Regions from separate parts of the Hordeum vulgare genome. Here region 2 is linked to region 1. The links are chromatin contacts, called in public Hi-C maps. All regions are on one chromosome and are shown on one strand. Each heading gives the region's core, a stretch centred on a gene start, on an enhancer-like site or on the middle of the called end of the contact. The rest is flanking DNA. Distances are from core to core; before and after follow the strand shown.

Evidence for each region. A called contact is a pair of places that touch in the nucleus more often than the background predicts.
Region 2: a Hi-C map of seedling shows a contact between it and region 1, with 5 times the contacts expected there. The contact joins the promoter of LOC123407187 here to the promoter of LOC123412312 in region 1. A contact is called at or near these places in 3 of 6 Hi-C or Micro-C datasets (leaf and seedling).

The regions. Positions count from the first base shown.
Region 1 is chr7H:23,733,458-23,741,079 of MorexV3_pseudomolecules_assembly, reverse strand. LOC123412312 (AT-hook motif nuclear-localized protein 18-like) reads right to left here and starts at 2,730. Exons shown (of 1, transcript XM_045105266.1): 1 at 1,114-2,730. The coding sequence starts at 2,648. The coding sequence ends at 1,599.
Region 2 is chr7H:23,902,445-23,910,066 of MorexV3_pseudomolecules_assembly, reverse strand. It overlaps LOC123407187 (kinesin-like protein KIN-UB), which reads left to right and starts at 2,638. Exons shown (of 19, transcript XM_045100265.1): 1 at 2,638-3,033; 2 at 4,084-4,184; 3 at 4,270-4,392; 4 at 4,815-5,000; 5 at 5,113-5,334; 6 at 5,430-5,595; 7 at 5,738-5,887; 8 at 6,052-6,140; 9 at 6,302-6,505; 10 at 6,736-6,828; 11 at 6,976-7,107; 12 at 7,235-7,366. The coding sequence starts at 2,841.

The DNA.
Region 1 (7,622 bases), core at 1,481-3,980:
AGATTCACTCATTTTGCTGCGTATGTAATCCGTAGTAAAATCACTAGAAAAGCTTATATTTAGGAATGGAGGGAGTACAAGTTTATACTAAATCAACGACAACTAATACGGAACGGAGGGAGCTCCTCACAACGCTAGATGATGTGACTAGCTTGTAGTCTGATTTTCACAACCCCTCTCACTATTTCAAAAACTATGAACTTTTTCCGCACTTGTGCCACTAACTCACATTCCCTACTTCCTTATAAGGTGCCATTTTCGATGAAATTGGCACCACCAGGGTTGACCAATAGCTTCTAAAAATATACCAGGGGGCTCAACCTGTCAATGTACATGTTCGTGAATATATGTATTTTAGGCGGGCACTTTAACAGTTTCCTGAAATTTCTGTATGTCCGAATGGCATTGATTTGATGAAACCCATATTTAGCTAGAAACATTTCTTCAAAGTAACCAGAATCCTCGGAACGACATCCGGAACGCAGTTTGACATGACATATATTGTACTAAACTTAAAATGTAGGAAAATTATATATTGTAGTATATGTTTGATGAGAACATTATTGAAGATACCATTGTGCATATGTGTATATGTCAAGCATATAGCTAATTCCTACATTTTCTTTAGATAACAACATCAATCCTTTTGTGAATGTCTGACTCACACCATTGTCCAAAACATTATGGACAGACAGGGTTCTAGGAATTGGACCATTCGAGAAGCATTTTTGAGGTATTCAGTGGTTGCTGGTTCTCTTATCACCTATAGCCAGGTATGTGCGTGTCTCAAAGAGAATATAGCACACGGAGACACCTGTGAGCATATATATGTCCGGTCCGAGACATAAAATATAGCAAGGTTGTGCGTCTGTCATATGTGTGTGGTGTACTGGTGTAGTGGTTGGGCTTGTTGCTAGAGGTTGTGCAGCGCTGTTCCAGCCAGCAAACAAGCAACCAAAATGGGAAAACAACATACTAGAAGAACTGGTGAGGTTGTTCGTGTGACTGATACCATCTGTCTCTGTAACCAAGTCATCGATCGATCTGTGTGTCTATGTATGTATGAATGCACAAGCATATAAAAAATATGATCGATCGAACTGGCCCAAGAGAAACAACAAGGGAGTCACCCATCATCCTCCATAAAATACGCAGGTTTGTTCAAAGCTAGCTAGTCATGCATGTAGCATCAGGACAAAGATAGAGACAGGTGGATTAATTAAGATATGAACCAAAGAAAGCTTCTACTACTTGATTGTAGTTACCACTAAGCCCTTCCTCTCCATTGTTCCTACATGGTGGTGGTGTAGCATGCGTTGCTTGATTTGGTAAAAAGGGGTGGAAGGTAAAAACATAGAATTTAACATTAACACACTACATAAGAAACTCTAGTTTGTTTCACCATGGTCCATGGATGCTCTTGCTACTTTGCAAGCAGTCTGTAACAACTAACAACAGCACCATCGAGATCGATCGGTTGATTGATTGAGTGATTGATTGATGAGGAGCATAATTAGCAGAGGAGGTAGGAGTTGGTAATGGATGAGCTCTTAGCTTCTGTTCCGTCCCTCCATGCGCGTTGATGGATCGGTTGATGATCAGTAGGGCGAGACGCGGCCGCCGGTGCCGCCGGGGGTGGTCCAGCCGTAGGCGTCGCCGGGGAGCTGGAGGCCGTTCAGCAGGTTGTGGGGGAGGTGGTGGTCTGGCGTCTGCGCCAGGGAGGACGGCTGCTGCTGCTGGTGGTGTGTCGGCAATGGGAGCGCCGGAGGGGAGGAGTGCGCCTGCGCGAGGCCTTGCGCTGCGGATGGCTCTTCGTCGTCGAGGGGGAGGCGCTCGTAGGAGGCGTTGCCGAAGGAGGCGGCCATGATGACCACGGGGCCGGAGGCCACGAGCGCGCCGGCGACCGAGCCGCCCACGACCTGGCCCTGGCCGCCGGAGACGTAGACGGTGAGCCCCGTGGCCGACGGAGGCGCCGGCGGGGGCAGGAAGGAGCCGGAGAGCGAGAGGATGTCGAAGCAGCCGGCGAGGGTGGCGACGGCGCCGCCGGGCTGGCGGACGGAGACGTTGGCGACGGCGCCCGTGCCGCTGAGCACGCAGACGCCGACCTGGCGGCGGCGCGCGAAGGCGGCCACGCAGTCGACGACGTCGCATCCGGCGGCGACCTCGAGGACGTGCGCCCGCAGCGCGCTGGCGCTGTCCCGCGTGATGATGACGGGCGGCTTGGGCTTGTTCTTGGACCCCGCGGGCCGGCCCCGGGGCCGCCGCATCACCGCCAGTGCCTGCTGCTGCTGTTGAAGCTGCCCCTCCTCCCCTCCTCCTCCGCCGCCCGCGTGCTGCTGCATGGACCCTCCTCCTCCTCCACCACCACCCATGTGCTGCTCGCCCTCGCCGCCGCTGTTGCCGTTGTTGCTGCCGCCGCTGTTGATGGTGGTGTTGCTCTCGTCGACGAGCTCCTGCTTGGCCAGCATCCCGCCAAGCAGCTGGTGGTGGTGGTCCTGGAAATGCTGGAACGCCGGGTGCTGCTGCTGCTGCTGCTGCTGCTGCTGCGGTTGCTGCCCCGGGAAGTGGCCGTGGAACGGGTGGAACGACCCCACGGGCGGCCCGAAGTGGTGCCCCCCGCCGTGCGCCGCCGCGGCCACCGGATCCATCGACCAAATCCTCGCTCCCCTCGCAAGCAAGACGCGACGCGGTGACGACGACGACGACGACGGTGGAGCGGGGACGGAGCTAGGGAGGAGAGGAGGTGGTCAAAGCTCAAAGGCCGGGTTTTGCGTTTGGTGCGGTGCTCGGAGGAGGGTAGGGGGGGAGGGGGGGTTAAGACAAGCGCGTAGATTGGGGTGGGGCGCCGGGCCCACAGGAAGGGCGAGGGTGGTGGTGGGGTGGGGCCCACGGGAGGAGCTCCGGCCCTGGGGTCGCCGTCTCCTGATGGCGATCGCGTCGGGCGGTCAGATATGGAGATGAGATCAGTGCCGCGGCTGGTGCTGGCCACGTCGCCGGCCCCCCTGACATGCATGTCTCGCTGCAGGCTGCGGGCAAGCGCGGTGTTGACCGTGCGGGCCGGTGGAGCTATACCCATACCTCATCGCCTCGCCGCCCGCTCGCCCGCCCGGGGTTTGAATCGTTTTCCTACCCCCAGTTTTCGGTGGAGATATATCAAATCCGCGACGCAGATAAGATAACAGCCTCTCAAATTCAACCCACGTACATTTTCAAAGATTTTGTTTGACAAAGTCATCTGTCATGAGAAAAGTTTCATCAAACAATTCCAAAATTAAAGAAAAACCTTTGATTATTTCGGCTTGGCTTACGATATTCCTGTCAGTGAATAACTAAAACCCTGTTTAAGCGGAGCACACATGAGGGGGGGGGGGGTGCTAGATTCATTTTTAAGAAATATAAGTTGACGGGGTCTTGGACCCTATCGTTTAAATGCAATATATAGAGGGCGATAGTTCAAAATGTAGTTCGTTTTCGTTATTATTATTGGTATGAAATATTTATTCAATTGTTGTGATACGCTCGGCCGTCGCCACGGGGACTTGACTATTTGGGTTATTTCTACGGGGTTGAGAATATTAGTTTCTGTAAGGGGGCAAATTAAACCAAAATAGTTGTGCTCCGCTTGCTCGCCCTCTAGGGGACTTGACCATGACCATTCATTTCAGTGATTGGGCCAGTATAAATGTTTTCCGCATTGGTCTGCATAAATGTTTTTGGCATTCGTGTGCATAACAATGCTAAGCAGATCATAAGATACACTTAACAGAACTGTAAAGCTTTTCTGGCAAGAAAAATTGATTGCATTGGCCTTTGTCATTCAAATGCGGGATATAGACGGGGCTACATAAGAAAAAAATAATATCATTGACGCTATGTCGTGTTAAAATCATACTGAGTTATCAGTGGCCTAAAATCTTAGACTAAATTCAGACCAAAATTCATTTATTTTTTGAAAAGTTTTTTTACAAACTTTCCTCTAAAGCAACACCGAAATTGTGATCATTTTTCTCGACCACCCCGTTTGACTACGCACATTCAATTCTTTTTAATCATGAATTACTTAACTTTTTTGCACAAAACCGTGTGACCGAATGTGTCTGTCACAAGGTTCTTCCACATTGCATCGTAATGCCAAACATAGCACTCCATATACAAGAGGGAAGTGGAATGTTTTTATGATAAGAAGAAAGTTGACTAGCTCAAGCGTTATCAGGAATCCCGCATATTTTCTTTCTGAAAAGGAGGAAACGCCGCCGGTTTCTGCGCCCTTACCTTGGCATCGATTAATGCACACGACCCTACGAGCCCGGGATAAATGGGTTGGTTCACACAATTTGATATGGTGAAACTGCCGGCGCAAACATTGAGGAGAAGTGTTGTTTGGGGAGTTTGCTGGAAGAAATTTTTGAACTTCATTGATGATACTATAGACCGAACTTTTGTGAACGTATCATGTAGGCTATGCTCTATATGACATGTAGTCTCATAAACATAGGTATACATATCATGGTACAAACAGTGGCGGAGACAGCACCCGGCGAGCCGGGGCTGCTGCCCGGGCTCCCATGGGGCATGTGAATGGAGCTCTAGTAGTGAAACATGGTTTACTTCATAGTTTTTTGGGCAAAATCTAATTAACTTGGCATCATGTATATCTTGCCCAGGCTATAAATTTGAGCTGGCTCCGCCACTGGGTACAAACATGATAGGTACAACATTTGTCATAGATGATGCCTTAGAGTGTGTGCTATCAAACTTCTCTAATTTGCCTAAGGACAATACTTTTCAAACTTAGGGCCCGCATGACTCTAAAATCAAGTGAATATGAAAAACATAGGGTCAGTCTGCCATGCTCATTTCAATCCTACATGATTATGGTTTGGTTCATTGCACCTTAGAAAAACAGAGGATTCTTTTAAAAAGGTTTGAGTGGATGCTAAAATTCCTATGAAATGTAGTACAAAGAAATTCTTAGGAAATATTCCTATATAATTCAGTCCTATGAATAAAATAGCTAACATAGGAAACATTCCTCGGGATTCAAATTCTCCAAAATCCCTATGAGAATCCTTTCAATCAAAGGGGCCCTTAACTTGTATCATGTAAAAATATTTAGTTTGATCAAATGGAACTAAAAGGATTATCCATGATATTTTTTCTCAGTACAACAATTTTATAACTTTTTTGCTTGCATATTCGTATGAAAAAATATTGGTCAAAGATACACACAAGAGACCTTACCATACCAGAACGTCATCTCTGTCCGAATAGGAGGAGTGCCTGATATCATACACAAGTTGACCGTTTCGGAGCACCATGCTGAATTTCAGTTATTCCTGCAGGAGATATATCTGAGATAGACAGATATGATAAAAATTGCATAAGATAGGGGGAGGGCCCGGGGATTAATACCAGAAGATACAGAACACAAATACTACGCAGTACGCACTGAGAGCATGATGCATGTAAATCTTGAAGTGTGAATATGCGTTTGCATGGGAAGTAGTAAATGACTAAACGTACTACGTGGATCGGCGTCGATCTTTCTCCACACACGTGTAAAACCTTACGTAGGAACACGCGTGAAGCTGGCTAATTTTTGCCGGTCCTTTCCATGCAGGAGATATATTCATATATAATGAGGTTGAATCACAAAAGATAGGGTGACGTTGTGTTGCTAACACCGTTCGGTTTTCAGCGAGGAGAATGGCAAAAGACTTATTAATAGGGCAGGTTCGCATATATATGTTGCCAAAACTTGTAGTAGGCGCTTTGCATGATAAGTGATGGTAGGAGTAGTATACATCTTTCGTAGTTAAGTTGACTATTTGCTGCACGAACATTGGCCCATGCTTATTTTCCACCATCTCTTCATTTTGTCTTTCTTTTTGCTATGCCATTTCGTACTGAAGTTGACTTTTTCAGTTAGGTTTTTCTCTGCTATGCTTATTTTCCACCGTATCCTGTATTTTTTTATTGTCTCGCGTGACTCTTATTAGTGCTGATTTGCACACCCTTTTTTTTTCTAGTTGAGAGCAAGAGTCCCAACTGGTTTGTTGAAGAGAAAACATAATCCAAACTGCCTCTCTGGCTCTTTGTCCTAGTGTTTCTGCCCCGAAAACATACGGTGCTTGGTCATACGATTTCGGTATGATGCCTGATCTGGTGGTGGAATGCAGCTTGCTTTCACGCAAGGACAGTTTGATCTACAATGTCGTATGGCTGTCGTGGCCGTTCTCCCTCTCCCTCCCATCCTCTCTCTGCCTCTCTCTGTGTGTATCCTCCATGGTTGTCCTCACACCCGTCGTTGCTTCCGTCCAAAAGCGGATTCAGGCCCCCAGCCAGCCGCCCGGCTGCCTGGGACGTGGAGGGAAGTTTTCTTTGTTGACTGTAGCTATTGTGTTGTACCGTAGCTACAATACTCGAAGGTGGCCTGTGTAGGGATTAAACCCAACGTCCGGGTCGTACTGGTATACGTTTCCGAGTAGGTTTGCTGGTAGGCTTTTTTATACCTATATATATACTTGTATCCCTACCCCTTGTAGCATCAGATCAGAAAGATCAAAACGCAATAAAGCAATAGATACGAGCTTGTAGCAGCCACCGACGCCGAGTTCTGTTGATCGATCCGTCGAAGTGCATTGGCTCGGTACGTACTCCACGGCAGCACGCGCGAATACTAGACTAACAAGCAATCCATTAAGCTGCTTGCTTGGTTGCTTGTTCGTTGATTGCTTGTCTAGCTTGCACGCACAGATCGTTGGGTATACGAGCTAGCGGTTTAAAAGCCAACAATTGGTATCTAGAGCCTTGACGATCTACGATCTACGATGACGGACAGCGTTGCTGAGTCGGTCAAGTCCGGCAAGGGCGGTGCCAAGGCGAACAAGAACGGCGACAAGGTGAAGAAGGGCGTCAAGTCAGCAACCAGTGGTGGAGGAACGAGCGGCGCCAACGTCCAGGCGCATCGCAACATCCCCATCCAGTACCCGATGCTCACCGACGCCAACTACGGCGTGTGGGCGGTGAAGATGAAGATTATTCTTCGATCCCTTGAGTGTGGGAGGCCATCACGGACGACGACGTCGACGAGGAGCGCGACGAAGATGCCATGGCCGCCATAGCCCAGTCTGTGCCGGATTCCGTGCTGATGACATTGGCGGAGTTAGAGACGGCAAGAGAGGCGTGGAACGCACTCAAGGAGATGAGGATCGGAGAAAATCGCGTCACCAAGGCACAGGCACAAGTGCTGAAGCGCCAATTTCACAAGTTGCAGATGGAGGAAACTGAATCGGTGAACGACTACGCCGTGCGTCTTACTACTTTGGTGGGAGAGATCCGCGCGCTTGGTGCAAAGCTCGAGGAGACCGAGATTGTGGAGAAATTTTTCAGTTCGGTGACTGATAAATTCACGTACATCATCGGCACGCTCGAGCAGCTTTATGACATCGACGACATGACCATAACGGAGGCGATCGGATGCTTGCGTACATGGGAAGAGAATGCTCGTGGCTGTCGAAAAGGCAATAGAGGAGGTAGTGACCAACTCATGTACTCGCGTGCAGATTGGGAGTCGCCAAGTAGCAAAGGAAGGTGTAATGACAATGATGGGTCAAGCAACG
Region 2 (7,622 bases), core at 1,389-3,888, 170 kb before region 1:
TCCAAAAGACTATCTCCCATCTTACTTCGTAACTTTGTTTTCACTAAAACCATTGAAGAAAATACCCTTTCAAATTTTGCTATTGCCATTGGTAGAAGCAATACCAATTTGAGGAGCTCATAAACCAAATCATACACTTTGTGCCTCTTTATTTGAACGCCAAGATCGCCGAGATCGCGTCAAGATCAATAGTCCTGCGACCGTGTGGCTGAGAACCTGTAATATGTATTGCAGCAACAACGATCAATCCACAATCAAGCGCAGAAGGCGGCCAATAGTCCTGTGTGTACTGATTATTGAACGCCAAGATCGTCGAAGTGACCAACGGCGCGAGCCAGGCGGCTGGCTGATCAATCAGACGATTCAGACGGGCCAGGCGGACCCTAATGCTGCAACACTCCGTCAGGAGGAGGAGGCCGTGGCGACCGTGTGGGCGTCACTTTCAAACCGTCGGCGTTGCACGAGGATGAGATGATGAGGCGCACGCTGCTGATGAACCGTCGGCGCCTCGGCGGCTCGGTGGTGCCTCGAGCCCTCGATCCAATTGGCGTCGGACTCGGCTCCCCTCTCCAATCGCTAGCATGGGCCGCGTGGGCGTGGCCTGTGGCCACATGGGCTTGATCCAAGTGTTTTTTTTTGTTATATAAATACATGTATATATACTATAAACTTGCAGTAATTTCAGGGTATGCCGGGGCATACCTGGCATACCCTGTAGCTCCGCGGGCATCAGGGTTGTGTGGATGTTGTGCTGTTGTGTTCATCAACGTCCGCGGGCACATCTTGTCTTGGCCGAGTGGGTGAAAACGAACCCAGCTGCTGCTTGCATGGGTGTGATCGGTTGTGCCTACCCACCGATGGGTAAATCTCCACCGAACCTTAATCTGCAATCCAAGCAAAGAAATACTGCCCCAACTACTCCCTTCGTTTCATATTATAAAAGCGTTTTTCAAGGTTATCTATCTTGAAAGACGTTCTTATATATACGTATTACTTTTCGAAAAAGGTTAAAAAGAAATACTGACACAAAGGAATATATTATTACTATACCTGGCTAGCCAGCCAAGCCAAGCCTACCCTTTTCTTTTTTTCTTCCCTATATATAAGGTGAAATAAGGTTCAGTCATCGATAGGTACAATGAGGACATGGTGCATGCACAGAAACACAAAAGGTCGATACGTCCCCTGCAAGAACAGTGACCGCAGGGAGAGATGTGTACGTACGTACTCCCTCTGTATATATAGATTTGTAGTTAATCAAATTTTTTAGAATTTGAGCAACTTTATAAAAAATAGTAGCAACGTATATGACATTAAAATGATATATTTAGAAACTTCATATAAAGATGAATCTATTGATACTAATTTGATATCACAAATGCTAGCACCTTTTTTTAATAAAGTTAAACAAAGTACACTTATTACCGGACAGAGGGATTACGCACCTACGTATTTGGGTATGTGGTGCAATTGGAGTGTCACCGTCGGGGTCAGGTGAGGCGCGTGTTGCGTTTCGTCCGGTACAACCACAGCCTACAGTGAGTCTACAGGCCGGTCTCCATATCGGTCGGTAATTAAGGTCAGATAGCTCCTGCGCCGCACCGTCACTTGAAAGGAACATACATACAGATGCAGATGGCGACGTCTCCGTCCCTTGCTAGCTTGGTTGCGAGCGAGCGAGCTCCCCGGCCGCACGGAAGATGTCGAGATCGGGGGATGGAAACATGGCGCCAACCAACCGGATCTAAGATGCCGTGGTACGTACATACAGTACGTACGTATGCACCCTGTGGATGCAGCCAGCGTGACACTGACGGTGACGCGATCGATCATGCTGTTTGCCAAGGCAAGGACGGATAGAGGGGAGTCGAGGTGCTTCTTTTGCTGCCAAGACCCATGCCAAAGTCCTCTGAAAAAAGGTGCATATATCTTCAACCCTTATCCGTAAAATTCACTCTTTTGACCTTTTATTAACAAGTTAAGCCGGATTTGTTTTTGATTATATTTTTTTTCCGGATCCGACCCTTTTAGCACCGCCAGAACTTTCGGCGGTAGGGTGAAACAACCTAACGCCGAGGCCACTGACGGTAGAAAAATGGCCCTATCATCAAGGGGTCCGGCGGTAGACACTCGCGCGCACTGTGTCCGTAACTTACAGATCTTTTTATGGTGGACGTGTAACCCTACCTCCACGGGCCTCGGCGGCAGGTTGGTATACCCTACCGTCAAGGGTCTGACGGTAGCAAAAGAGTCATTTTTTTTAACCAGGATCAAATTCGGCTTAACTTTTCGTAAAAAAGTCAAAAACAGTAAATTTTACCACCCCTATCACCTTTAGCCCACCCCTATGGCTATGGAGATGGACCATTAGCTAAACTGATCGACCACCACAAGTGTAAAAAAGGAGAGCGAGGCAGCCGGATTCAAACGCTCCACACGGCCGCACGCGTCGTCAACAAGCTGCCCGGTGGGACCGGCGGTTTCCCATGGCCCGCCCGCCGGAAAAAGCAGACTGCCGGCGGGCCCACACCAGCCGCATGAAGAGCCAGAGATACGGCCCACGCGGCCCAGCAGAGCTCCCTATTGTGCAGCGGCTCGGCTCGGCTCGGCTCCGCCCCGCCCACCAACCCATCAGCAGCAGCACAGCAGCAGCAGCACTAGCAGCCAGCCTCCACCCTCCCTCCTCCTCGCCGGCCCTCCACCCCCCTCCCCCCGGCGGGCCCCGCGCCCCTCACCGCATTTATTCTCCGGCCTCCGTCCCCGTGCTCCCCCCCTCCCCTCCCTCGCGGCTCACCGCCTCCCCGTGATCTCTGTCACGGACGCCGCCGCCGCTGCCTATAATGGCGAGCGGCGCCAGGAACGGCGGGCTGGGGTCCAGGACGGCCGCGAAGATGGACAGGCAGCAGAGCTCCACCGCCACGCCCAAGGCCCCCGCCGGGAAGCCCCGCCTCTCCGCTGCCTCCGGCGCGTACCGCCGCACCAGCTCCGGCCCGCTCCCCGCCGCGGGGGGCCGCAACTCGTCCGAATCCGGAGGTTGGTGCCCCCGCTCCGCTCGCATCGCTTCAACGGGATCCGGATTTGGATTTGCTGTCATCGTTATCCACGGGAGGTTTGTTTTTGGGGGGTTTGCGGTCCGGTCCGGTCCGATCCGCCGCATTCCGCCGGCCCTCCGCGATCCGGCCTGCCCGCTTTGGCCTCCGGATTCCGAATCGCCGGCGCGGGCGACCGTGTCTCTGTTGGATGGTGCGATCGCTTCGGGGGGAACCTCTTCGGATTTGGATTTTGGACGGCCGTGTAGGCTCTGCTCCTTCGGCGCCGCCGCCGCCCGCGAGCTCGCCTGAATGACGGCCGTGTGACGTGGCTCCCCAGCCACCTCTGCACCGCCGCCTGGAAGCTGTAGAGAGAAGAATAAAATGGTTGAGATGCGCTTGGTGAATGGGTCACAGTATCCTTGGATCGCACCATTCCTCCTGCTAAATCAATGGCGGATGCCGTGCTGGTCGTTTTTCTTTTCGTTTCTTTTCACATTACAAAATAGAAAACGCTGTTTCCTCGACGGGAGGACATTGCTGATGCAGCCTTAGTTGTGCTTGGACCATTGCTGTTCGTCATCCAGCTGCCTCGTGCACCACTCACGACGGCCCTGCGCCCAGCCACCACGGCGCCACCTACCCTTCGAAATTTATTTTGTACAGTTTACAGTAACTGCGAATGGTACTGAAGAGCACGGCTTGGTAGATGTGCATCCATAATTTTCTTGAATGTTCCCCTGTTCTTCTCTTACTGAATTGTGGTCCGCATTCAAAGTAGGCAATTGGCTTACCATGTCCGGGAAGTGCCCTGTGATTGCAGAGCGAGAGAGATCACTTTGTGAAATGGAGGACACAATTTTCCTATCAGAGATGAAATAAATCAATGCTTCTTTTGCTAGATTTTTTATCGCACGCTATGCTTTAAATTTGGTTGACATGGTCATTCCGAATCCGTAAGCAAATTTGCATGCGTGCGTGGTGATTTTGATTTGACCTGGAGCGTCCGCGTTTCTTTAATCAAATGAGTTTTGCCTCCCCCATTTTCCTGCAGTTTCAAGCAGAGTTAGAGTTGCTGTACGGCTAAGGCCTCGGAACGCAGAAGAGCAGGCGGCGGATGCTGATTTTGCCGACTGTGTTGAACTCCAGCCAGAGGTTTGATCTCCTGTTTAGCATACTGCGCGAAACAAGATTCTTTCAAGTTTCCTATGTACTCACTGGATGAACGTTTGATGTGTAGCTCAAAAGACTAAAGCTTCGTAAAAACAATTGGGAGTCCGACACATTTGAATTCGATGAAGTGCTTACAGAGTTTTCTTCGCAAAAGAGAGTGTATGAAGTTGTTGCTAAACCAGTTGTGGAGGTATGTGAACTTCTAACCTTTATCATTTTAACCTTTGGAGTAAAACCTGTTCATCCTTTCTCGTTTCCATGACTCTATGTTACATCAGTAATCACAGTAGCTTGTGCTCTTAGTGAAACCTCTAAGAAACAACATACGTTTGCATGTTGCAAGCTTGTTGCTCTTAACCTTATATTTTTGTGGATAGATATTTAGCAGAACTTCAAATGACTTTTGGCATGGGTGTTGACATGTAATGAAATCCGAAACTTTAACCAATTAGCTGACATGATAGACGAAACCTGGAGTTGAACTCTTGGAACTTTCTAATAGTGCCATAGCCTTCAGTTTTACTCCTGCCATTTGTTTATTTTTACCAATAGTCCAATACTCCTGCTATGTGTTACTTTCTTACCAATGTCAACGATGTCCTCGTTCTGCAGAGCGTTTTGGAGGGATATAATGGTACAGTTATGGCATATGGGCAGACTGGTACCGGCAAGACTTTTACGCTTGGGAGGCTTGGTGATGAAGATACTGCTGCACGGGGAATCATGGTCCGTGCAATGGAGGATATTCTTGCTGATATAACCCCTGAGACTGATACAGTATCACTATCTTATCTACAGGTTTGTGATGCTTGGCTTCTGTGTGATTTTATCTTGTGCCTTCGTTTTGAATTTGTGCACTCTAACTTTATACAGTTCTCTGACCTAACTCTGTATTGGGTTGTCGATGCAGTTGTATATGGAAATGATACAAGATCTCCTTGATCCTGTAAATGATAACATAGCCATTGTAGAAGACCCAAGAACAGGGGATGTTTCGTTGCCTGGGGCCACTGTAGTTGAAGTTAGAGACCAGAAGAGTTTTATGGACCTTTTAAGGATTGGTGAAGCTCATCGTGTTGCTGCAAACACAAAGTTAAATACAGAGTCATCTCGTAGTCATGCAATTCTCATGGTAATCTTTATGTTCTTTGATCTTGCTGCCTATTAGCACATGATTACGACTACTGTGGTTATTTTTTTGACCTTCTGTGATTATCTTTGGTGAAGGTAAATGTCAGAAGGGCTGTAAAAGGTAGAAGTGAAATGAATGTTAGTATGTCTGCTGAAAATGGGCATTCATCTTCAATGATGGACTCTCTACGACCACCTATTGTCAGGAAAAGCAAGCTTGTAGTTGTAGACCTGGCAGGATCGGAGCGAATAGACAAATCTGGTAAGTGCATTCTCATCGATAAAATTTGGCACATTTTTTCTTAAAAATGTCATGCCCTCCTACAGTTTTATATCTTCGTCTTGAGATAATTGTTTTTACTGTAAACTGCAACCCTGTAGAGCTGAAAATTGATGTTGTGCAGGAAGCGAGGGTCATACATTAGAAGAGGCGAAGTCTATTAACTTGTCCCTAAGTTCACTAGGAAAATGCATCAATGCACTTGCTGAAAGTAGCGCACATGTTCCTGTTCGTGATTCCAAGCTTACTAGGTTGCTTAAAGATTCATTTGGAGGTAAATTCCCTTGGTTTGGTCAAAAGCGAAAATGATTTGACATAGCTAGGTCATCAGCCATCTTTTTGCAAAGCTAGGAAGGCTTGCCTTTGTGCGCCTTGTTGCCTGTAGGCTATCGCAGTAATTTGTTCTCACAGATGTGCTTCTGTTGTTGGATTTCATAGGCACTGCAAGAACATCATTGGTTGTGACGATTGGTCCGTCTCCAAGACATAGGGGGGAGACTACGAGTACAATAATGTTTGGACAAAGAGTATGACCTCGCACTAAGATGTATTTAATGGTTTTATTCTCTTATCTTGACCAACTGGCCATCTCATGATTCCATGGAAGTGTAGGGAAACTATTCTGATTTGCTTTGTTTCTGATTTGCTTCGTTTGTGGAATAACATTTACTTTCATGTTTCATTCTAGGCAATGAAGGTTCAGAACATGGTGAAATTAAAGGAAGAATTTGACTACAAAAGTTTGTGTAGGAGACTTGATATTGAATTGGACAAGTTAATCGCAGAAAATGAAAGGCAACGTAAATATTTTGATGATGAAATTGAACGAATAACAGCAGAAGCGCAATACCGTGTTGCTGAGGCTGAAAAGGAATGCAAAATTTCTTTAGAGGTTTGCTTCCATCATAATGTTCTTTTACTTCTGTTTTGTGTGCGTTGAACTCCATGAAGGCACTATTTCTAGGAATTTGACCGTGCTTCTTATATGCTTTTACCTTTAGTTAGAGAATAAATATAAGATCTGGGACATCAGTAGTCTTAATTTCCTAAATTCCACAGATAAGCTTGGTTCTAGGTCTCCACCATAAACTAACTTCTGTTTTGTGTGGTTTCTGATTGCAGAATGAGAAAATGAAGTACCATCAAGAATACTTGGACTCTATAAAGATACTAGAAGAGAAGTGGAAAGTACACCAACAATCACCCAAGAAACAGGTACATTTGTACATGATTAGATCAGCTTTACTTATTGATTATTTGGTCAGTTATGAGTTAATCTTGCAAAACATCAGTTATGATGAAGTGCCACATCTTTTGTTGTAAAATCTGAAAATGATTACCCATGCAATTTTTGAAATGTAGATTAAAGAACCCGAGCCTACATCAAATGGTGACGTGCAGGACTTACTGCAGAATGAGAAAATGTTACGCCAATCTGCTGAAGATGAGTCCAATGACCTTAAGAATCAACTATCGCACTGGAAAAAGATGGAGGTACTGTCAATATATATTGCTAGAAAGATGACCTTAAGCATCAAGTATCGCATTGGAAAAGATATATTGTTTTTGAAATAAACTCGATCCTCAGCTTCGCTGCTAACCATATTTTCGTGTTATACAGGCCACAGCTACTGCTGAAGTAGTGAGACTCCGGAGAATGTTGGATACTGAAGCTAGCCAAAAAGACAAACTCGAAGAAGAAATAGCTGTTTTGAAAAGTCAGTTAATGCAGTTAAGTCTGGATGCTGATGAGGTAGGACTTATTGCTGATGCTAGTTTTTATGTTATTAGTAATGTTTCTGAGTGATGTGAAATTGTTATTTTTAATTCAATAAGTGGTGTATCTATTGTCTGGTATTAATTTGGTGATTCCCTGTCAACAGCGCAATTATTATTCTTTATGAATTTTTCACCTTGTAAAAGCATTATTAAGTTCTTTGGCTAGCCAATTTTAGTTGAAGCAAACTCATAAATATTACTTGACTTGTAGCCTTCCCTATTATGTTGAA